2 separate regions of the Sus scrofa genome follow, and region 2 is linked to region 1. The links are chromatin contacts, called in public HiChIP or PLAC-seq maps. All regions are on one chromosome and are shown on one strand. Each heading gives the region's core, a stretch centred on a gene start, on an enhancer-like site or on the middle of the called end of the contact. The rest is flanking DNA. Distances are from core to core; before and after follow the strand shown. Region 1 has its middle 210 kb from the start of PIK3R1. Region 2 has its middle 38 kb from the start of PIK3R1.

Region 1 (4,772 bases), core at 1,389-3,888:
CCTTGAGCTCTAGCATAGCTTCACTCTTGATTCCTTTTGATGAAAAACACCTGCCCACCAATAAAGCATGTAGAAAATACAGAAGCTACAAAGTTAAATTTGGACTTTATAAAAACATAAAATTTCTGTAAAACAAAATCTATGATAGGCAAATGTTTAAGGGTCTTCTCAAAGGAAGGGCTTGAAGCACAATTATTTTTATTATTCAATTATTTATAATTATTCAATTATTTTTTGAATTAACACTGATGGTTCTGCCTCTTGTAAAATAATCTTAATTATCTGAACTCAGAATGTCTATCAACTTGGATGGGAAAAAATTGTATCTTATTTTCTCCTACCTCTAGCAGTTCTAACTAAAACTTGGCATGCCTTTCAATTATGAACATAGTAAATAAACTACATTAGCATTAGTGTTGTCTGTGATTTCATCGCTAGTGGAAATGAGATATTTTTATATTACTTTAAGGTTGTCACATATCATTTATCCTCAACACTAAATTCTAAATTTATGGTAGTTGCTACACTCATTGATAGATCTCCTTATTTGATGAGGCAATAAAATATGTATGTATACATATATACATACATTTCTGTATCACACATTTGGTTTTTTGTTTTTTGGTCTATTTGTCTTTTTAGGGCTGCACCCACAGCATATGGAGGTTCCCAGGGTAGGGATCTAATTGGAGCTACAGCTGCCGGCCTACACCGCAGTCACAGCAATGAAGGATCCGAGCTACATCTGCAACCTATACCACAGTTCATGGCAACGCCGGATCCTTAAACCACTGAGTGAGGCCAGGGATCAAACCTGCATCCTCATGGAGGCTAGCTGGGTTTGTTAACAGTTGAGCCACAATGGGAACTCTGCACATTTCTTTTTAAAAGCTATTTTGACAAGCACAGTTGTCAAATTGGTTTCTTTTGTAATCCTGTGTATTTTATTTTACACATTTAAAATCTAATCTGAAAAGAGGTCTCTGGGTTTTGAAAGACTGTCCAGAGGTCTGTGTCATGGAAAAGGTTAATAATCTTGCCTTACAATAGAAATAAAAACAAAAATGAACGAATGGGACCTAAGCAAATTTACAATATTTGCATAGCAAAGGAAACCATAAGCAAAACAAAAAAATAAGTTATGGAATGGGAGAAAATATTTGTAAATGATGCAACCAACGAGGACTTACTTTCCAAAATATACAAACAGCTCATACAAGTAAACAACAAAAATACAAACAGCCCAACTGAAAAATGGGCAGAAGATCTAAACAAACATTTCTCCAAAGAAGACAGATAGATGGCCAATAGGCATATAAAAAGATGCTCAACATCACTAATTACTAGAGAAATGCAAATCAAAACCATAATAAGGTACCATCTCACACTGGTCAGAATAGCCATCATTAAAATGTCTACAAGTAACAAATGCTAGAGAAGGTGCAGAGAAAAGGGAACTCTCCTAAACTGTTGGTGGGAATGTTAAGTTAATGAAACCACTGTATAAAACGGTATGGAGGGTCCTCAAAAAATTCAAAATAGAATTACCATAAGACCCAGCAATCCCACTCCTGGGCATATATACAGACAAAATGATGATTCAGAAAAAATACATGCAGCCCACGTTCAAAGCAGCACTATTTGCAATAGCCAAGATATGGAAATAACCTCAATGTCCATCAACAGATGAACGGATAAAGACCAAGTGGTACATGTACATAATGGAACACTACTCGGCCATAAAAAGAACAAAATAATGCCATTCAGAGCAACATGGATGGAACTAGAGATTCTCATACTAAGTGAAGTCAGTCAGAAAGAGAAAGATAAATACCATATGATATTACTTATATGTGAAATCTAAATTGTGACACAAATGAACCTATCTATAAAACAGAAACAGACTCATAGACATAGAGAACAGACTTGTGGTTACTATGGGTGGGGGGAAGAGGAGGGGAGAGACAGAATGGGAGTTTGGGGGTGGTAGGTGCAGACTATTACAGATGGAAGGGATGTCCTACTGTATAGTTCAGGGAACTATATTCAATATCCTGAGATAAATCATAATAGAACAGAAAATTTAAAAAACCAAGTATAGGAGTTCTCGTTGCGGCTCAGTGGTAACAAACATAACTGGTATCCATGAGGATGCAGGTTCGATCCCTGGCCTCACTCAGTGGGTTAAGGATCTGGTGTTGCTGTGAGCTGTGGTATAGGTCACAGGCACAGCTCAGGTTCTGAGTTGCTGTGGCTGTGGCACAGGCCAACAACTACAGCTCCAATTAGACCCCCAGCCTGGGAACTTTCATATGCCATGGGTGCGGCGCTAAAAAGCAAAAACAAAAAAAAAAAGTATATATGTATAAAGGAATCACTTTGGTGGTGCATAGCAGAAATTAACATAGTAAATTGACGGCACTTCAATAATAATTAAAAAAGGGACCCTGCCTTAAAGTGATGATTTACAAAGACAGTTGTCACACATATACACATTCTTCAAGGTCAGTGCCCTCAACCTAAGCTCCACTCTGGGCAGGTGTGGAGGGTGTTAGTAACACACATAACACAGTATGTCCTCCCGCTGGAAGTGAGCCCAGCAGGTGGAGAAAATGCTGAGTGGGCCTGGGCTCTTGGAGGACGAGAGTCAGTCTCCTTCCAGCTGGGGAGGTCAGTTCCCATAGCTGACGTTCTTCTGTGGTGTCAGAACAGTCACTGATCTGTTGAAAGGGCTTCCCCATTTTAGTCAAGGATGAAAATGACTGATTTTATGGGGTTTTGGGGTGTTCTCTCAACTCTTCAAGATTGGCACTGAATCATGGGCTGATAGCCTTAATACATATCCAAAGTCTTGGAAATCAGTGAGAAAATGTACACTCCATCAGGTAAATAAATACAATATAAACAGGCAATTAAAATGGCTAAATAATATATGGGGGAAATGATTTGGCCTCACTAACAATCAAAGAAGTGAAAACAAAAGCAAGATTTTCTAAATGCTCATCAACCTGGCAAAGTTAAAAAAAATGGACAGGAGTTCCCGTCGTGGCGCAGTGGTTAACGAATCCGACTAGGAACCATGAGGTTGCAGATTCGGTCCCTGCTCTTGCCCAGTGGGTTAACGATCCAGCGTTGCCGTGAGCTGTGGTGTAGGTTGCAGACGCGGCTCGGATCCCGCGTTGCTGTGGCTCTGGCGAAGGCTGGTGGCTATGGCTCCGATTGGACCCCTAGCCTGGGAATCTCCATATGCCACGGGAGCGGCCCAAGAAATAGCAACAACAACAACAACAACAACAAAAGACAAAAGACAAAAAAAAAAAAATGGACAAACTTAGCTTGATAAAGAGATGTGGAAATAAACAATCATACCTTGTTAGCGGGAATGTAAATTGCTGTACTTTGGGGGAAAGTTCGGTTTAACAATATTTATTAAAAATGTTATTTGCACACACAGTCTGGCCCAATCAGCTCCCTTTAGGAATTTACCCTCAGAAGCTCATCATTAAATATGCGAACAAATATATCCACTAGAATGTTTATTACTCCCTTACTTGTAGTAGCCAAAAACACTGGAGGCAGTCCAAGTGTTTTATACATTGCAGCAGGATCATTCATCAAGATACTCTGCTTTGTCTTCTATGTATGTGTTACCTCCATTCCAAGAAAACGGGCAGGCTCCTTGCCACTGGGGAGGTGTATGTCATATAGCAGCAAGCAGAAGCTACCACCGAGAAGGCCTTCCTTGACTTTTTTTTTTTTTTTGAAAATGAGTTCATTTTCAAGCAGTTAAACCAGGGAGGGGAAACGTGAGACAGAAGCAGAGAGGAAGAACAGTGGAGGTCCCCAAGGAGGAGACAGGGCTCTGTGGGTCCCATGTGTTGTGGGGTCAACTACTCTGCTCCCAAGCTTTGCCCAAGGGTAGAAAGGGGATAGGGACACAAAAGGGATCCCAGCCTGAGACACCTGACCCCACCAACCTTGGTGGCAATGACCAGCATTAAGCACCAAGTTTACTGGACTTCAGAGAAACATTTAGGCTGAATGGATTTGACTTCAGCAGTATGTGAAGTGGGCTAAAGAACAATGAGATTTATCTGAATATCGGACTCCTCATGCATGCCATGGAGATGCTGGGGGCAAGGAGGAGGGAAAGGAGCTTCAGGGGTGACTGTCTTTGATTTATTCCCCAGCCTGGAGGAAAGTGAAGAGTAGGGTTTAATTTGATTTAGAGAAGTAAACAAATGGGGCATTTCCTGCACACCTGAATTTTCCAACTTGTATCAAATCTGCCACAATGTCTTTCCTACTAACTCGATCTGTTTTCTGGTAACAGAATTGTGAGAGGGCTCATAAGGCAGGAGAAGGCTAGGGCCAACCCATGATACACACAGTTTCATGCCAGCTGACAGAAGTTTTTGTATAAAGGTGATGTTCAACAAAACGAAAAACAGAGCCAGAGAAAAGGGTACTGATGTGCTGTTACAGAAGCCACATGCCAACTGAGGGAGACCTAGGGGAAACTGCTTTATGGTTTCAAAGAATGAGGTCTAGCACTCAAAGAACAGGGTAATCCACCTTATGAATCAAAGGAACAGGAGGTCTATGGGACCTCTTTGTTTACTTTTCACTCAAGGGACAGAGACTGTGTCAGACCCTGTTTCAACCAACCCCCAGGAGAGGGTCTTTGGCCAATAAGGGCTACACAATTGGATTCTGGATGTGCTCACAGGGCTGTGGACTGCAAAAGACTACCAGGCCTTCCAAACAAACAG
Region 2 (4,772 bases), core at 815-3,314, 170 kb before region 1:
TTTAGAGTGTTCTGTCAATTTTCTGCTGAACAGCAAAGTGACCCAGTCACACATGCATATATATACATTCTTTTTTTCTCACATTATCCTCCACAGTGCTCCAGCATAAGTGACTAGATATACTTCCCAGTGCTATACAGCAGGATCTCATGGTTTATCCATTCCAAAGGCAATAGTTTTTATCTATTAACCCCAGATTCCCAGTCCATCCCACTCCTTCCCCCTTGGCAACCACACATCTGTTTTCCAGGTCCATGAGTTTCTTTTCTGTGGAAAGGTTCATTTGTGCTGTATATTAGATTCCAGATATGTGATATCATATGGTATTTATCTTTTTCTTTCTGACTTACTTCACTTAGTATGAGAGTCTCTAGTTCCATCCATGTTGCTGCAAATGACATTATTTTATTCTTTTTTATGGCTGAGTAATAGTCCATTGTTTTTATATACCACATCTTCTTAATCCATTCATCTGTTGATGGACATTTAGATTATTTCCATATATTAGCTATTGTGACTAGTGCTACAATGAACATACTGGTGCATGTGTCTTTTTCAAGGAAAGTTTTGTCCAGATATATGCTCAAGAGTGGGGTTGCTGGGTGATATGGTAGTTCTATATATAGTTTTCTGAGGTACTTCCATACTATTTTCCATAGTGGTTGTACAAATTTACGTTCCCACCAACAGTGCAGGAGGGTTAAGAAGATTCTGAATAGGATGCTCCTCTCCTCTCTACCCAGGGCCCTCCAGACTAAGACTCCACCATGAGCACCTTTCACCTTGCACTTCCCCGACCCTGCTTCCCTTGTCCAGGACTACCAACAGGATGCTGGACCAGGCTGAGCTGGACAGCCATAGCCAGGTAGCCAGTTGGATCCCTCTCCAGTGATAACAAAGGTCTGGAGTCTCAGAGGGCTTTTCCTAGGACAAGACGTACCTCCAGATCAAGAAATTATTTCAGCTGTGGCATGATCAACAAGTTCTGGAGCGGAAGGAAACCTTTCTAAACCACAAATAACAAAAAACATCTATCTATTATGTCAGAAGACAAAGTTGTCTTTCTATTCTCTGTACATAAAATGGCATTGTAAAATTTTTACCATGTGAAAAAAGATCAATGAGTATAACGCCAAAAATATAGGGAAAAGATGTATTACATAGATGGGTCAGCACTTAAGTTGTAATTGTAGCAAAAATTGTTAATTAAAACTAATGATGATAATGCTATTTTTCTGGATGCTTTCTAGAATTTGTAATTTTTTATGCTTTGATTTTTTTCATTTGAAATCAATTTGTACCTTGAACCTAGTTTCATATTCTCTTTCATAAAGAGGGTTCCACATTTGAGAAGCTTCAGGCCTCATAAATTTTGGGATCTACCCTGACAGAGGTCTTTTTCTCTGAAGAGGCAGGAGAAAGAACTTAAGAAATCACTAAAATCACAAGAGACTGGTTTCCACAGTTTTTCTTCTCTCCATTAAACCTTCACCTTCTCATATTTGGTTGTGCATTTATTAAAAAAGTTTAGTAGAGCCAATAAGGAGTAATCAAAATATCCAAATTCAAAAGACCCAACTGAGCCAACCTCACTCAAAAATCAAGGGCCCAACTCTGTCTTCCTAATTTGGAAGAAGACAAACTTGCCTGGATTGGTTTTTGGAATAGGAATTACTTGAGAAGTGCAGAGTTCCAGAAATTGAAGAGCGTATCATTTTGTCAGTACACTTCTTTTAAAACGAGTTATTAATACAGAGGCAGCCACTATCAAATGTCTTCCTACAACACATCAACCGTTATTTTCCATCTATTCAGGAGGGACTGGCAAGGCTGAGAGCCAATGAAGGAAAAAGAAATGACTGCCCATTTTGTTGCACCGAAACCAAAGGACTCTTGATTTATCAGGACGTCTGGCACACTCTTTTTCAGGGGTGGGGGGAGGAATGGGTGGTGGAAATTAAGGGTTGTAAATTTTATAAATCAAGCCCTCTAAAGTAGGCCAATTGGTCAGCTGCAAACTTGGCAGCATCACGAAGCATGTGTGCTGGGGCAGCTTCAGAACACAATGTTCTGGTTCACTCTGCGAGCAAAGGGAAGTGGAATAAGGGCTCAACCCAGGACAGAGGGAGGACTCAGCACAGACATGCAAGAGGCTGAGAGACAAAGGAACACTAAGGAATAAAGGCAATGTCCTTGGACTGCTGACCACAAAGACGTGTGTGTGTGTGTGTGTGTGTGTGTGTGTGTGTGAGAGAGAGAGAGAGAGAGAGAGAGAGAGAAAGGAGAGAGAAAGACTGATTAGAGCCTTCAAAAGAGGTGCTGTGGTTCTGATGTTTACTGAAACTAAATTCTGGAAAATTCAGAGAAGTTGTAGGATTAATGATTGATTAGAAAGTAAAAACTGAATACTTTGGGCAAGAGTAATGGTGAAATTTTGCAAAAGTACTTGGGAATAATGTTGAGTCTATAAACTTTGAACCATAACGATGTGTGGAATGAAGAGAAAAAGAATATTTAAAAAAAAAAAAAGGATAGCCTGAAACATAGATTTTTAGATCCAAATTTAATCAGGACCTGGCAGGGCTTTTTCAAAAGCAAATTTACATTTCATATTATTTCAATAATTACTTGGTTGCTAATGAATATAATAATAATGTGTGATATATAAAAATAACTTAAAATAGTTGGCATATTTGGGCAACCAGCCCCCTCAGATATTTTCAAATAGTTTATAAGAAAGTTAACGGAATATTTAGAGTGAAAAAAAGAAGAAATAGTGTTAACAGTTTAAGAAAAGGAGCCAGTAGTAAATTATACTTTAATTTATAAAACATTCTGTGAAATGGTCCTGACTGCTTATAACCTTGAGATTTTTATTTTCATTCTAGTGATTTAGAATTGTGTCATGGTGATATTCCACTCACCAGAATCACTTGCAATTGATAGCATGCGATGAGCAAGTTCAATGTGTTTTTCTTCAAATATCCAGTACTGTCATAAGCTTGAAAGGATAGAGAGCAAACGTGATAATTGCTAAATTCCAAATGTACACTATCATTAAAATTTTTTAAATTGAAAATAATTGCCGAAGGAATGTCACTGTCTTTGATTTACAGGAGAGAAGTTCAAGTTTAAATGAAAAATGATTTTTACTTAAGAGCATCTCTTTCTCCTCTAACACAGGGAAGAAAAAAAAAAAAAAAAAGGATACCTTATGCATCAGTGTAAAAAACCAGAGACCGCAGTGGCCAAGACTCAGCTGGTCTTTGTAAAGCGGTTTATAGCTTTCAGCTAAAATCTCTAAGTGAGAATTCTCATTCTCAGCTGCTGGCTCCCTGAGAGCTCTCTGTGGCCTCTGACCCCATTTCCATGGAGATAGAGGTGGGAAGGGTAAAAATAAATTAAAGGGGAAACTTTTTTTTTTGAAGGCAGCACTTCCAAATCCCCACTCCTCCAATACTAATGAGTGTCCAAGTTAAAACAACCACACATCAGTAACTGAAATTCCCTTTTTCTTCAGGGTTAAATGGATGAAAATAAGGTATTTGACTGTAAAGATACATTTGCATGAAAAAACAAACAAACAAACAAACCCCCGTTAGATACTGTTTAAGCTCCAAAATGAAGCTCAAAATGAAGGTAAAATTAAAACGGTTCTTGCCACTTAACAGTGAAAGAAAATCCTACCGTTTTCCAGGGTTTGGTTTTTGGCTGAGAGCTGTGATTGTTAAGGGTCAGGCTCTGTAGACTTCTATTAGGGGGGTGGGAGGGGTGGCTGGTGTTTCTCCAAACATCAGGAAGTTGGACTCTTCATCAGGAGAAATTTTTAAATTGATAGTTTTCCTTGCATCTATCAGTTAATCCATTGTTTTGCTGTAAGCTTCTGTTCCCGACCATCTAACTGAGGCTAATAAAAATAGATAGGAAGCTCCAACTGTTGATGTAACTACCAGCTCTACGGCCGGCTCCCAGCATCCATTCATTGAGTCATTACTTCATACCTGCTACTGGATGATATATTTTCTCAATTAACAACAGCCTCTTAGGAAAAAGCTTTTTTTAGGGAAAAATTGGAATATACACAAAGTCAGAGTAGTCTGATGATCCCGATGTGCTCATGACTCAATGACAGCAATCATTAATTCATGGTCACTCTTATCCTTGCCACCACATATTCCTCTATTATTATTATTATTTTTTTTTGGTCTTTTTTGTTGTTGTTGTTGTTGCTATTTCTTGGGCCGCTCCCGTGGCATATGGAGGTTCCCAGGCTAGGGGTTGAATTGGAGCTGTAGCCGCCGGCCTACGCCAGAGCCACAGCAACGTGGGATCCGAGCCGCGTCTGCAACCTACACCACAGCTCACGGCAACGCCGGATCGTTAACCCACTGAGCAAGGTCAGGGACCGAACCCGCAACCTCATGGTTCCTAGTCGGATTCGTTAACCACTGCGCCACGACAGGAACTCCATATTCCTCTATTATTAATGAAGCAAATACTAGATATTTTTATCTATGAATATTTTATTAATAAAATGTTAAGGACTCACTAAAAATAAACCTAATATTACCACACTGAAAAAATTAACCATCATTTTTTAATATCAACAAATATCAAGTCAGCGAGATGGCTTTTTGAATTTATTAGTATTGTTTTTGTTATATTATTATTACTCACATTTTATAGTTATAGAAACTGAGGGCAAGAGAAGTTTAAAATCCTGTGCAATATCTCACAGAAGTAGGAGAACCTACTTATAGGTTTAGGTACAG

The links. HiChIP or PLAC-seq counts read pairs in DNA pulled down with a chosen protein or histone mark.
Region 2: an H3K27ac HiChIP or PLAC-seq map of skeletal muscle shows a contact between it and region 1. The contact joins two enhancer-like sites. A contact is called at or near these places in 1 of 47 Hi-C or Micro-C datasets (heart right ventricle) and 1 of 2 datasets of contacts at active chromatin or transcription factors (skeletal muscle).

What each region holds. Positions count from the first base shown.
Region 1 is chr16:46,224,232-46,229,003 of Sscrofa11.1, reverse strand. No RefSeq gene overlaps it. Among named protein-coding and RNA genes, the nearest start is that of PIK3R1, 210 kb to the left of the region's middle. Within about 2 kb of position 2,638, at least 3 of the 83 cell types and tissues checked have an H3K27ac peak or open chromatin away from gene starts, as enhancers often do. A contact at or near this core is called in skeletal muscle, where this site is marked.
Region 2 is chr16:46,394,238-46,399,009 of Sscrofa11.1, reverse strand. No RefSeq gene overlaps it. Among named protein-coding and RNA genes, the nearest start is that of PIK3R1, 38 kb to the left of the region's middle. Within about 2 kb of position 2,064, at least 32 of the 83 cell types and tissues checked have an H3K27ac peak or open chromatin away from gene starts, as enhancers often do. A contact at or near this core is called in skeletal muscle, where this site is marked.